Linked DNA regions of Mus musculus: regions 1 and 2 are each linked to region 3. The links are chromatin contacts, called in public promoter capture Hi-C maps. All regions are on one chromosome and are shown on one strand. Each heading gives the region's core, a stretch centred on a gene start, on an enhancer-like site or on the middle of the called end of the contact. The rest is flanking DNA. Distances are from core to core; before and after follow the strand shown.

Region 1 (4,417 bases), core at 1,179-3,678, 600 kb before region 3:
CTACAGGACTAGATTAGGAGCATTTTCAGAGGCAACAGTACTGCTAGATCAAAGAGAAAGGCAGAACTCAGATCTAGAGGTCTGAAGGGCATCTGTCTTTCTTACAAGTTGGCCCTATACTCACACTAGGAGCATAAGTCGAGGTGAGGGGACAGTCCTGGCAGGAGCTTCCCTTATACAGACTGCTGAGCTCAAAACGGTGACTTCCTGAGATCGCACAGGAAAGTGCAGAGTGTGGCGGCTGGGAGCTGAAAAGTGCCTTCTCAACAGATTTTACCTCCACCAAAGGCCTGAACTCAGCACAAGTGCAGCCAACTGCCTCCTGATCAAAGGTGCACGAGAGAGAGAGAGAGAGAGAGAGAGAGAGAGAGAGAGAGAGAGAGAGAGAGAGAGAGAGAGAGAGAGAGAGAGAGAATGTGTGTGTGTTAGAGCGAGTGTGTGTACATGTTTATACGCATGTGTGCTTAAGGGGGAAGGGCAGGTCTCAGGAAAGCCAATTCTTCCAGCTACCTGCCTGGCTTCTGCAAACCTAGGGACACAGTGACTAGGCAGACAGTTCTGGGGGGGACAGCTGTGCTGAGGGATACAGTTTAGAGAGCTTTCCAGAGCCTGAGGAAGAAGCTCAGAGAAGCTGATCTGGACCTGCTGCCTCCAACTCAGCCCTCCAAGTACTCACAGTTATGGACAGACTCAAGACACCAAGGGGCTCTGGACCACTCATTCAGGCTGACCCTTAAAGAAGGGGTTTGGGCACCTCTGTCCTCTCACACTAGACAATCTGGACATTAGTCTCAAGCAAGATAGTGACCCTTCCTTGCTAAACCTTGCCTGTAAACCTCAATGCAGGAGACCCCCTACGTAGGTCTTCTCTCCTTCAGGTACTGACATTGTTTGAAGAGAACGGAAAACATTAAGTTCACTGAAGCACAGTGCCTCCGGAGTTTAACAATTTTCTGGAACCTTGAAGTTTCATAGGGCAAGTTCCACACCAAATGAAAAAAACACTGCACCTATGAGCAGCCTCAGGGCTCAGGGTTAAGGGGACATCCCTTAGCACAAACCACAAGGTAAGCACAGTCTAGACATGAATCCCTGGGCAAGGAAAGCAGTAGGATGGAGTTCAAGAACCTTCACGACAGATAAGTCAGTAAACAGCCATTCAGCCACACCCCACAAAACTGTCACCTCCCAAGAGTCTCCAGACACCCAACAGGGCACACACACTTTTTGGTAACTCCAGGCAACAGTGGGACCCCAAACTCTTCTGAAAGGAATAACATTGGGATAAATAAAACTACATCTTCTACTCCATGGTTGCACCTCAAAAACTCTCACCAGCTGCCTAGATCCACACTCTGCTCTCCTTAGCTGGTTAGAGCTGCCCCAGCTTCTTTCAAGCCACAGACCCTTCTCCCCCTGCCTCCCGGTCTTCCCCATCTAGGACCGACGAAGCCTGGCCATTCAGGGTCACAGAGAAGGAAAGCTTGCTTCCCAGACGAGCTGGCTCGGCCCACCTAAGCTCCTCCCCTCAGCGTACACCGATCGGTCTCCGGGTTTGGGGAACTGCCCCAGTTGTGGGACCCGGGCCAGGAGCCCAAGAACCAGGCAAGGATGCGCACGCCCGGGGCTTTACCTTCCACCCCGGGAGAAACCTGCGGCGCGCCCCTGCAATGCCTCCTTCGGAGCCTTTGCCTCCAACTCACAGGTCTGTCAAACTTAAACACGACCCCGGATCCCGGCCCGACCTTCACCACCCGGATCGAGCCCTGTCTCCCGACTAGACCGGCCGATAGCGGGCCCCGGCCCCCCGCCCTGGCCCAGCGTCAGCAGGAGCACCGAGTGACCTCATGCTGATGACTCAGCACGTCTCCGCTGGGCTCGCACCCGCGTGGCGAGCCCAAGCCGCGCAGCAGGGTCTCCCCGCCGCCTCCCCTGTGGGCCCGCGCGCGACCCCGCCCGCGCGGAAGCCGACGGACACCTGATGAGTCAGCAGCTCGGTGCGGCCACCCCGCTGACCCGGGCAGACGCGCGCAGCTCGCCCTTAAATCGCGCCCCCCGCAGGGCACCCGGGGTCCGCCGCCGCGCGCACGCCCGTCCCCAGCCTCGCGGTCGCCCGGTCCGCCGGCTCTAGGGGGACACAGGCGAACAGCCGGCTGGCGGGGAAACCAAGGCACGCGCTGCCGTCGGGTGCGCCGCAACCCCGAGGCCAGGCCCCGCCGCCCGCCCCAGCCCCGCGCACTCACCACACTGCGGGCCCGGGCGGGCCAAGGCGGGGCTGGGGCGGGGCCGCGCGCGCGCGCTCCGGGGCTGCGCGGGGCTGGGGCGGGCGCGAAGGGTCCGGGCCGGGGGCTTAGGAGGACTGGCCGCCTGCGCGGGCCGGGCCAAGCGCGCTGGGAAGGCCGGGCCGGACCGGGCTCAGAATCCGCCGCCGCCGCCGCTCCTCAGACGTCACATGATGTTTGGTCACGTGGGTTCCATTCATGAAGCGGCGACGCGGCTGGCCTAAGCTTAAAGGGAAAGGCGAGGCGGCAGCAAGGCGAGCGCGCCCCCATCACGCCTGCGCAGCCCCGCGCCGTTGCCCTTGGCAACGCCCGCCGCGCCCTGGCAATGTCTCGCGGGAGTCGTCCCGGCGCTCGCCGGGTTGACCGTGCTCCTGCAGAGACAGGTTCTACGGAGTGGCCCCAACTCGGATGCCTCTAGCTCCCTCCCGATCTCCACACCAACTCAGACCGAGGTCTATGGGAGGTTTGTTTGATTTTCTTCACTTGGATGCATAGTTTCACTGTACAGCGAGCAGACTGGATTTCAATTCCCTGAGATGCTCCTGCCTCGGCCCCCTGAAAGCGGAACTCACAGATGAGCGTCACCACGCGGGAACCTATTTGCTGTTTTGAAGGTGTGACACAGTGATTTAGTTCCTTACCCCGTTCTGCTGCGACGTCCTCATTCTAAATGGGTCAGCAGTCTGAAAAGGACACGGCTGTTGAGGGGCACAGCCCCAACCCCAGCTCAGATCCCCAAACTATCCACGATGACACGAAGGCTTGGAGGACGCTCACTAATGATTCTAATCTCCGGAGGGTGCTAGGGGCTTCACCTGCGGCCGTGGACCATCTCTTCGGGTAGTGTGCGTGCACTGTAGGAGTTGTGCACTTTGCCCAACCCTTCTCTGCCGCATTTGAAACTACTTTGGGTGCATTCTGCTGCTACTTTTTCTGTGAGACTTCTCGCTGCTGTTGAAAAAGTAAAAAAGAAGGAAAGTAGGAGGGATCAAGTTTTCATTTCGAGGTTCTGAACGTTCTATTTGACCCTGTCTTCTCTGGGAATCGTGAAAAGGTGACTCGTTCTGTAACATAGGTGACAAGGAAAAGGGGGTAAGCAGGCTGGAGGGGGCCTGTGTGTGTCCTTTGTGTCAAATTTGGTTTCTTGAGACAAGGTTTAGACCAGGCTGGCCCCAAACTCTCAGAGATCCGACTGCCTCTGCCTCTCTAGTGCTGGGATTAAAAACATGTGCCACCACACCCAGCCTCAAAAAGTAATTCTTTACATTGTATTTCTTTGGGGAGTGGGGGGGGGGGAGCTTTTATCTTTCACTGGCTGTAGCCAGAGTCTCAGAATACAGAGAATTACTCCTTATGCCTTGTGGTGGTTTGAATAGAAATGGCCTGCATGAATTCTAAATGCCGTGTCTAAATGCTTGGCCCATAGGGAATGGCACTATTAGGAGGTGTGGTCTTGTTGGAAGACGATTGTCTCTGTGGGGACAGGCTTTGAGGTCTTATATACTCAAGCTATGCCCGTGTGTGACTTACAGTTTCTTGCAGCCTTCAGAATGCAGAACTCTAACTAAGCCCATCCTCCAGCAGCAAGTCGGCCCTGATTCAGTCTTGCTACTCTCCATGACAATAATGGATTAAACCTCTGAAAGCGTAAGCCAGACCCAATGAGATGTTTTCCTTTAGAAGAGCTGCCGAATGGAGTCTCTTCATGGCAATAAAACCCCTGAGACAAGACCTCTGGGTTTCTGTTACTTATCTTCATCCTCCCTCCCTTTGTTCTTGTTCTAGTTATGAGATAGGGTCTTAGTCTATAGGCTCTGTTGGTCAGCAGCAACCCTCCTGCTTCAGCCTCCCAAATGCTGGGACCACAGCCATGAGCTCCCACATCCGCTTTGTTCTTTCTTTCTTTCTTTCTTTCTTTCTTTCTTTCTCTCTTTCTTTCTCTCTTTCCTTTTTTTCTGTTGCTCAGATTAGCTGCAAAGCCTTGCAGCCAAGAGTAGCTGGGAGTTGCTGGACATGTTAGCACAGGCCTTTAACCCCAGTCCTCAGGAGGCAGAGGCAGGTAGGTCTCTGAGTTCAAGGCCAACATGGTCTATAAAAACCAGTTCTAGGGGCTGGCTCAGTGGTTAAGAGCACTG
Region 2 (4,035 bases), core at 1,160-3,659, 680 kb before region 3:
CTCTGTTCTTCTGAAACGTCTACTATCCAAATGTTGTTGTTTCCTTCTTTCCTCTTCCCACCCCTTTTAGAAAAAAGGTCTCATGTAGCCCTGGCTAGTCTTACATTTCTGATCCTTCTGATTCCACCACACAAAGAGTTGGCATGACAGGTGTGTGCCACCACTCCCTGCTTCAAATTGTGAGGCTTATAGCGACTGACCAGCCAAGCAGGAGCCACAGTGCTGTGACAGCTCGGGCCTGCTTCCAGATGACAGTGGCAGGTCATCAGACCTAGAACGTGTATCCTATTCTTTCCCGGGACTAGCAAACTATTAGATATTCCCTAAATGGACCCAAACCCAGACTCCTTCTCCTGAAGGACCTGGCTCTCGTTGCACTCCTGTCACATCGCTGTCTAAACGTCCTGGACACTCCCCAGAAATCCACCAGCTGATCTCAACTCACTGGGGGCCTTTGCTTGAGCCTGCCCTGTGTTTGAAACATGGCGTCCAGAGGGAAGACCATTTTATCTCGGACGACCACCCCAGGATCTGGGCTGCTTTTGTCAACAGGGTACGATACTTCCGGCCACCAGCATGTCCAGCTTGCCCACAGACAGGCCCCGGGCTTGCGCAGAGCCACTGCATCAGGACAACTGGGATGTGGGCAGGGCAGGTAGCCGGCAAGGACACCGGCGCGGTTTGGGGAGGCTGGCCTGCGCAGCTCAAAAGCAGGGAGCGCCCTCAGAGGCTGCCCCGGGACCGCGGGCGTCGGTTCCCGGGGAGGTGGGGGGGCGGCCGCCACGTCCGCACTCCGTGGAGACACCGGCCTTGTCTCTCCCCGCTCAGGCCAGGCGACCCAGCGACACCAGGGCGGGGCGGGGCGGGGCGGCCAAGGTCCCACGGAGCCTGCAGCGCCCCGCCCCGCCGTGCCTCCGCGCCGCGCCTTCCTCACCTCGCCCTCCTCGCCGCCGCCGCTGCCGCCGCCGCCGCCGCTTCCAGTGGGCCGGCCGGAAGTGACGCGGCGCGCAGGCGCAAACGGCGCGGGCCACGTGATCGCTGGCGAACGGAGTGCGGCGAGGTCGGAGGCGCGCGAGGTCGTCCCGGAAACACGGGTGGGTGTCGGGGGAAGGGAGGGGTTGCCGGGCATCTCTGAACAAGAACATCGGCGCACCGGCCCCGGACACGCATTTCCCCGGCCCTGCGCTGCCAGCGAGCCCCCGCGTACCTGGCGATGGTTTTGTACTGGACTGCGCTAATCAAGTCATCATCACAGCTTGGGAATTATGTTTATTGAAAAAGTAAAAAGTATCACCATTAAAAAACAAACAAACCTGGAGAAAAAGCCAGGCCAGAGAAATGGGTATAGGGGCAAGAGGGTCGTTCCCCACAAGTCCTAACCAGCCTGGCTGCCTCACTGCACATCCAGTGGGCACTCTAGTCCTTGGGGCAAGGTGCTTGCCACTTCTCCAAGGAGGCGCAAGCCCCAAAGGGCTCTCCTGGCTCAGTCCATGCTGGTTCCTTTGAAGAGTTCCACCAAGTCTTTGAAGTCCGGGTCAATAAGGTCGGAGGGCAGATCGCCATCATCATTGGCTGCATCTCTGTCTGCCCCCAAAGAGATGAGATACCTGAGGTGTGAAGGGCAGGTGGTTAAAGCCTACTCAGCCCACTCCGGGGCCAAAAGGCTAGAATATTGGGGTCACCTGTTTGTTTTTTCCAGGCAGAGTGAGGAGGAAGAAACCTGACCCCTTGGAAGCTGTGGCCAGATTTTCCGGCTTGCTCTAATGTTGCAATCGGGTAGAAACTGCCAGAATCCCTGAGTTGATGCCTACATCCTCAGAGCCATATTTTGGGGGGGTCCACCTGGAGAGATTAGGATGAAACCTCTGAACCACATTCCATAGTCTCACCTGGCTATGTCAGGGTACCCATCACTGCAAGCGATGTGCAGTGGTGTCCAGCCTGTCTCATCCCGCTGGTGAATGTCAGCCCCGTATTTGACTAGCAACTTCACACACTCTAGGTTTCCAGAGAGCACAGCTTCATGCAGAGCAGCCAGTCCTGGGCAGGGTGGGAACACAGGGTCAAAGCTGTAACCCTCAGAAGAGGATCTCCCCTGCCTCCTTATGGACAGAAGGCCAGACTCTCAGTTATCTACTCACCTGAGGGATGGATAGTGTCTAGGGAGACTTTCCGAGCCCGGATAAAGCGTCCCACCTGCTCCAGGTCGCCTTGTCGAATGTGGTCCAAGAAGAGAACATCGTTAGGGAAGCGCACGCTCCGATCGGCCAACATCCGCCGCCTCCGCTGTCGGGGGCTGTAGCGAGCATAGCGGACCGTTCGGCTGGGCATCCTGGGATTGAGGTGGGCTATCTCTGTGGGTATGAGTGAGAAAGTGTCCCTACCAGACCAGATCTGTGTAAGCTCTCCTGCTCGACAGAACCTCGATTCCAGCTTATAAAGGGCTTGCGAGGCTATATAAAGCCACGCAGTCATGCTTGCAGACGCGAGGGGCTGAAACTGAGCTGCTCCGCGCTCCCTGAGCACAGGATCATGTTTAGTGGCTCATCTTTCAGCACACCTGTCACTATGTCCGGCCAAAGGGGTCAGATCCTTCCTGGCTACTACTCCCTCTCCGCAGCTGGACCTAGAAGGTGCCTTATAGAGGACAGAAGGACTAGGAGAGAGTCCATGAAGAAAGCTGTGGATGTGAGCTCAAGGGCATCAAGAGGGTCTAAGCTTAAAGGATGATGGATCACCTGTCTACCTACTGGGAGCTGAGCTCCCTCCCCATCTGAAGAGCACCAATCCATTGTCATTTAGGAGGTCACAGCCCTGTCCATTTCCCAATGTGTCACTCTCACCTCTCCAAGAGTAGATTCCCAAAACTGCCTTTAGGGTGCATCATACTGACATCTCAACTCTACAGACAGATCAACACTACTAGTCCTATGGGACTCACCCAGCACACACACATACTGCCTCTGTTTTCTGGACAGCCTATGGACTCATGTTGAAGATATCCAGTCTGATCCTAAGAGTCAGGGGATGGTTTCCATTATGGGTGAAGAAAGGGAAGGACCCCATACAAAGCTTCCTGCAGCTTCTTTGCCAGCTGTCTTGCTTTTACAACAGGTTCAACTGTGGTGTCAGGCGATGCTTGGCTTGGGGGTATGAGACTACCAGGTAGACAGAATGCAAGAACAGAGTTGGGCCAGAGGAGCCCAGAAGCTTGGCTGTGGAGCTACAGATAGCTCCCAACTCAACAGCTTCCCCTGCATCCCTGAATGCTAATGGTGGACTCTGCAGATTGGGTTAAGCCAGAACTTAAACCCTCATGGTTGCAGTGGCTGGCAGCCTCATACCAGGAAGGGCTCCTTCTGAGGTTCTGAGGGAGCCTTTGCACCAAGCTTACCAGAGTTTACCAGCCTCAGTCCTTGGTGTTCTTTGGCTTCTAAAAGTATCACACAATCCCTCCATTCATATCTAACGCTGCTGTCTACGCCTGTGTCCAAATCCTATGCCCCCACACATACACTTTTCTTTGTAACTCAGGCAAACTCCTGAGCATCCTGCCCTCAGTTACCACCTGCGAGTTTACGAGGGTGCACTACCACAGTCAGTTACCCCATTACTTTTTTTATTTCCCCCCACCCCCAGGGAAGGTAGTTGTTTTCCAGGTTGGCCAGTCCTGAACTCAGAATTCTCCCTCAGGCTCCTCAAAATTGTGCTAGAATTACAGGCCTGTGCTGTCACATCTGGCTCAGATAGCTCCTTACAAAGGCATAAATGTTCTTACAAAGATTTAGGGCACAGTGCACTACAATATGACCTTATCCTATTACCCAAACAGTCACATTGAAAAGTATCAAGAGCAGCCAGGCACAGTGTTGCACACCTTTATTTAATCCCAGCACTCAGAAAGCAGAGGCAGGCAGATCTCAGTTTGAGACCAGCCTGATCTAACAGAGTTCCAGGACAGGCAGGGCTGTTACACACACACACACACACACACACACACACACACACACACACACACACAACCTATCTCAAAAC
Region 3 (4,234 bases), core at 277-2,776:
TACTTACAGAATTATAACAACACCCGAGCATAACATGCAGAAAAGCATGTGTATATCATAAGGACAGACTGCAGAGATGCTGCTGAAGCCACAGCTAGTGCCTCACCTCAGACTGTACAGCCCAGCCAACACAAGTGCACCTGTCCCTGAGATACAAGAGCCTTCTGACAGGCAGCGATGGAGGAAGAGGCTAAGTGCGCTTATGAAGAGGTCTGAGCCAGGGAAGAGGAAAGATGGGAACCCATGATCACCTGTCACACAGAAGGAAAACTATAGTGACCTCATAAAAAGCAGATAGGCTGGGAGGGCATCTCAGTGTTAAAGAAGTGTGCCCAGCTTGCAAGGCAGGGAGGGTATCTCAGTGTTAGAGTGTGCCTAGCATGCAAGGGGGTCGGTCCTGCATGCCATCTGAAAGAAAAGGCACCCTGAGGGTTAATGAAACATGCTTTATCAAGGCCTTGTATTGAGAACCTCTAATAGAACACAAAGAAGCTGTTTACGTCGCTTTTTAGATTGGGGGTGGGGTGGGGGGTGGGAAGCCTTACCGACCAGCAGGGACCAAGACCGGATGCCTGGAGCCCTCTTCAGATGGAGGCGGGTGCTGGTGCGTGTCTCCACCTGCATATACATTCTTGGAACCTGGGCTCTACTGCACAGCCGACCAGGCTTGGAAAAACACAACTGAAGCCTGCAACCAGTGCACATAGGCAGCACCTCATTAGTCCAGTCAGGAGGCCAGGGGAAGGTCCACAGCAGACCCCGAACACCTTTCTCTTATGAGCCCACTTAACTCACAATTATGTATGGGCATCGGGGCTACACAGCTCACAAATTTGGTGTTGGTCTGAACTCACTTCCAAGCCCCCAGTCTTGTGAACCCTTTTCTTGACTGAACTCTTATCTTTAAGTTGTTCCATTAGTAAGCCCCCTCCCCCTCCCCCGCCCCGACACACACACACACAACTCAGGCTTCCGGCACCTTACCCGAATCTTCCAGAAACAACTCTTCCCACCAAGAACGGGAAGTGAAAGTACCATCGTGTATGAGTCTCTACATTCATAAGCTGTCAGATCCCTGTTATTGACGCCAGACTACCTAACAATGGCCCAAATGCGCCGAATTAATGGGACACTGCGGCAGGACGTCTGGAGATTAACACCCAAGGCCCCAGTTCTGAGTGGCTCCTTGGATTCCCAGGGGCAATCAAGCTTCATACCCTACATCCTCAAGAATCCTAGTTAGGCACATAACTTGCCTCCCTCTGGCTTCAGTTACCAACAAGCTCCACTAGCGGCCCGTTACGCTGGCTCCTCCTCCGGAGTGCACACGCCCGGCTTCCTCAATTTGCCTTGCGCCTGGTCCAGATCCGCAAGCGATGACCCGCACAGGGCTCGGCGGGTCGGAACCCGAAAAGTTGTAGGACACGCACCTATGCGGACAACGAGGGACTTGTAGGAGAATGAGTGGGAGAGAACAGCCCCTCGAACTTCCGGACTTCTGTTCCGCAGACTTCCGGGATAAGAGCTGGGTGGGAACCTCCCAGGGGTGGAGACTGAGTGATTACGCAGTCGGGGGTTGTGCCTTTGTGCTTCACACTCCTGGGGACAGGGACAGGTAGGGCACCTGAATTTAGCCCCTTGGCCAACCAAGAAAGATGTCACTCAAGGAGGTTTCCTAGTTAAGCAGGATATGGGCGTGGTTTAGAAGCCTGGGGAGTGAGTGGATCTGGATTGGGTTTTTTTGTTTGTTTGTTTTTGGGGGGTTTTTTGGGTTTTCCAGACAAGGTTTCTCTGTGTAGCTCTGGCTGGCCTGGAACTCAGAGGGATCTTCATGCTTCTGCCTCCCGAATGCTGGGATTAAAGGTGTGTGCCACCGCCTCCTGGCTAGATCTGTAATTTTCAGGAAATGATAAGAGGTCATATTCACCAGATGCCTAAGGTATAGCAAACATGATCTGACTACCCGAGGTCAATCTAACAAAAGATGCACAATAAATGAAAGTGGGGACATGGCCACTCCTAGGTATTGTTGACGAGTTTCTTATTGTAAATGTGAGGGAAAGCACATATGGAAGCGTCTGGTTGAACATGTCCAGCAGAATAGAGCCATGAGAGGAAAGAGAGAGGGGCAGAGTAAGAGATGAAGAGAGGCGAGATGGAGACAAAAGACCAAGAGGGCAGACAGCACGTAGTCACGATGTCAGATGTCAGCACGTAGTCACGATGTCTGGGTTTTATAGGCAAAGAGAAGTTGGAGGGAAGGGAAGGGAAGGGGAGGGGAGTTGAGGGGAGGGAAGGGAAGGGAAGGCAGGGGCTTGGGCAGGGTTAGAGAGGTCTAGGGTAGTGGGCAAGAGCTGAGGAGTCAGGACTCTGTAACAGGTACTTGCTGAGAGCATGGCCATCATCTACTTTGATGGTCAATAGGCACCTCAGTTAGCCATTTGTCCCCGGTTTCTTTCAGACCTAACACACAATAACTAGTGACGTAAAACCTGGATCACATGTTCCTATTTTGTAGTTTGCCTCCAACATACCTACGATGATCTGTGGGTGCTAGGACGGCATGCTGGAGCAGAGATTTCCATTACTTTACCGTTCTCTTTAGATCTACTTGTTATGGGATTCCTAATTTTATAATGACTTTATAAAAGTACACAGCATGACCCTTGAAGTTTTGTCAATTTATAGTTACAGTATATACTGAGAAAACTGGATGAGGCAGTCTCTCTCTAATATTTACTTATTTATTTTATGTATAGGAATACACTGTAGCTGTCTTCAGACACACCAGAAGAGGGCATCAGATCCCATTGCAAATGGTTGTGAGCCACCATGTGGTTGCTGGGAATTGAACCTCAGGACCTCTGGGAAAGTAGCTAGTACTCTTTACTATTGAGCCAACTCTCGATCCCTGTTTTTTGTTGTTTTTGCTTGTCTGTATGATGTGCGTGTGTGAGTGTGTGCATGTATTTCTGGTTGGCCTGGAACTCTGGGATCTGGCCCAATCTGTCTTGCGAGTGCTAGAATTAAAAGCACACGCTGCTATACTCAGTTTAAAGCTGGATTTATTCTCTTTTTTTTTCTTTTTTTCTCTTTCTCTTTATCTCTCCCTCTCCTTTTTTTTTTTTTTTTTTTCAAAACCTGGCTGTCCTGGAACTCACTCTGTAGACCAGGCTAGCTTCAAATACACAGAGATCTACCTGCCTCTGTCTCTTGAGTGCTGGGAACTGCCCAGTTTAAGAAGAGGCTTTTATTTATAGACTGGCACCAGGTCTACACCCAGGACTCGGAATTCCTGAATGCAGTCCCCAGTCACCTCAGTCAGGGGTTTATAAAGGCAAAAACCACAAGTTACATTCTGTGCTAGTACAAGCAGAAGGTCCTCTTATGCAAAACAAGCTTTATTTACCGAAGCAGAAACAGAAATTTAAAAAGTAACCTTTAACAGCCCTTAACATTTGGAAGTCTAATTTTGCTTTGCAGTTCTCAAAAAGCCCAGAGATTTTAAACTGTAAACATAACATTAGCGTTAGCCATGAACATAATGTTAGCCATGACTGTGCTGTGTGCCGAGATTACAGCTTGAATGGTACCTCCATCGTGAGTCAGTTGTGCTAAGGCCTGGGGCCCTGTTACACTAGAACTCACTATGTAGACCAGGCAGGCCTCCAACTCAGAGTCCTCCTGCCTCTGCCTCTTAGGTGCTGGGATTAAAGGTGTGTGTCACTATATCTAGCTGCTTTTAGTTAATTTTTAAAAAACACTTAACTTTGGAGATCACACAGTCTAGCAATAATTTATTTCCCCTAATAGGTTTGTTGTAGGTGACACCTCTGCCTGTACCTGTAGGCCAAAAGATCCAAGCCGACTTCTGGGTTTGAAAACTCTATCAAACCCCACCAATTCCTGAGCATGAAAACCACTAATCCCTAAACTAGAAATCCCACCAATCCCTGGGCTTGAACTGAAACCTCACCAATCCCCACCCTGGAAATCTCCACCCTGGAAAGCTCTGGCACAGCCACATCGACTGGAAACAGTGACAGTCACAAAGCCAGCACAGCTGCTTGACACAGTTCCTGCTGAGCTGAGCTGAGCTGAATGCTGTGATCACTGCCATTCTGTCACCTTTGAGGCTTGGTCTCTGTGTGCTGCATCCTTGGGGACTTTCTGCATTATGATTCACTTTGTGTCTTTTCCTGAGAAAAATTATATTCCAGTCTCTCTTAGGAAA

What was found. Promoter capture Hi-C pulls out the DNA fragments that hold promoters and counts their contacts.
Region 1: a promoter capture Hi-C map of liver shows a contact between it and region 3, with 3 times the contacts expected there. The contact joins the promoter of Mafg here to the promoter of Cybc1 in region 3. A contact is called at or near these places in 7 of 39 promoter capture datasets (the 3T3-L1 cell line, 3T3-L1-derived adipocytes, the C10 cell line and 4 more), 2 of 484 Hi-C or Micro-C datasets (both in embryonic stem cells) and 3 of 115 datasets of contacts at active chromatin or transcription factors (bone marrow-derived macrophages, memory CD8 T cells and pancreatic cancer cells).
Region 2: a contact with region 3 is called in a promoter capture Hi-C map of pre-B cells, with 2.1 times the contacts expected there. The contact joins the promoter of Ppp1r27 here to the promoter of Cybc1 in region 3. A contact is called at or near these places in 6 of 39 promoter capture datasets (the 3T3-L1 cell line, 3T3-L1-derived adipocytes, embryonic stem cells and 3 more) and 1 of 484 Hi-C or Micro-C datasets (embryonic stem cells).

The regions. Positions count from the first base shown.
Region 1 is chr11:120,631,119-120,635,535 of GRCm38.p6, forward strand. Mafg (v-maf musculoaponeurotic fibrosarcoma oncogene family, protein G (avian)) reads right to left here and starts at 2,429. Exons shown (of 3, transcript NM_010756.3): 1 at 2,244-2,429. It overlaps Gm17586 (predicted gene, 17586), which reads left to right and starts at 2,632. Exons shown (of 3, transcript NR_165823.1): 1 at 2,632-3,374.
Region 2 is chr11:120,548,723-120,552,757 of GRCm38.p6, forward strand. It overlaps Ppp1r27 (protein phosphatase 1, regulatory subunit 27), which reads right to left and starts at 2,410. Exons shown (of 3, transcript NM_026814.3): 1 at 2,142-2,410; 2 at 1,890-2,040; 3 at 1,253-1,607. The coding sequence starts at 2,331. The coding sequence ends at 1,484. It overlaps Mcrip1 (MAPK regulated corepressor interacting protein 1), which reads right to left and starts at 1,005. Exons shown (of 5, transcript NM_001033231.4): 1 at 935-1,005.
Region 3 is chr11:121,227,783-121,232,016 of GRCm38.p6, forward strand. It overlaps Cybc1 (cytochrome b 245 chaperone 1), which reads right to left and starts at 1,527. Exons shown (of 7, transcript NM_144832.2): 1 at 1,257-1,527; 2 at 546-688. The coding sequence starts at 630.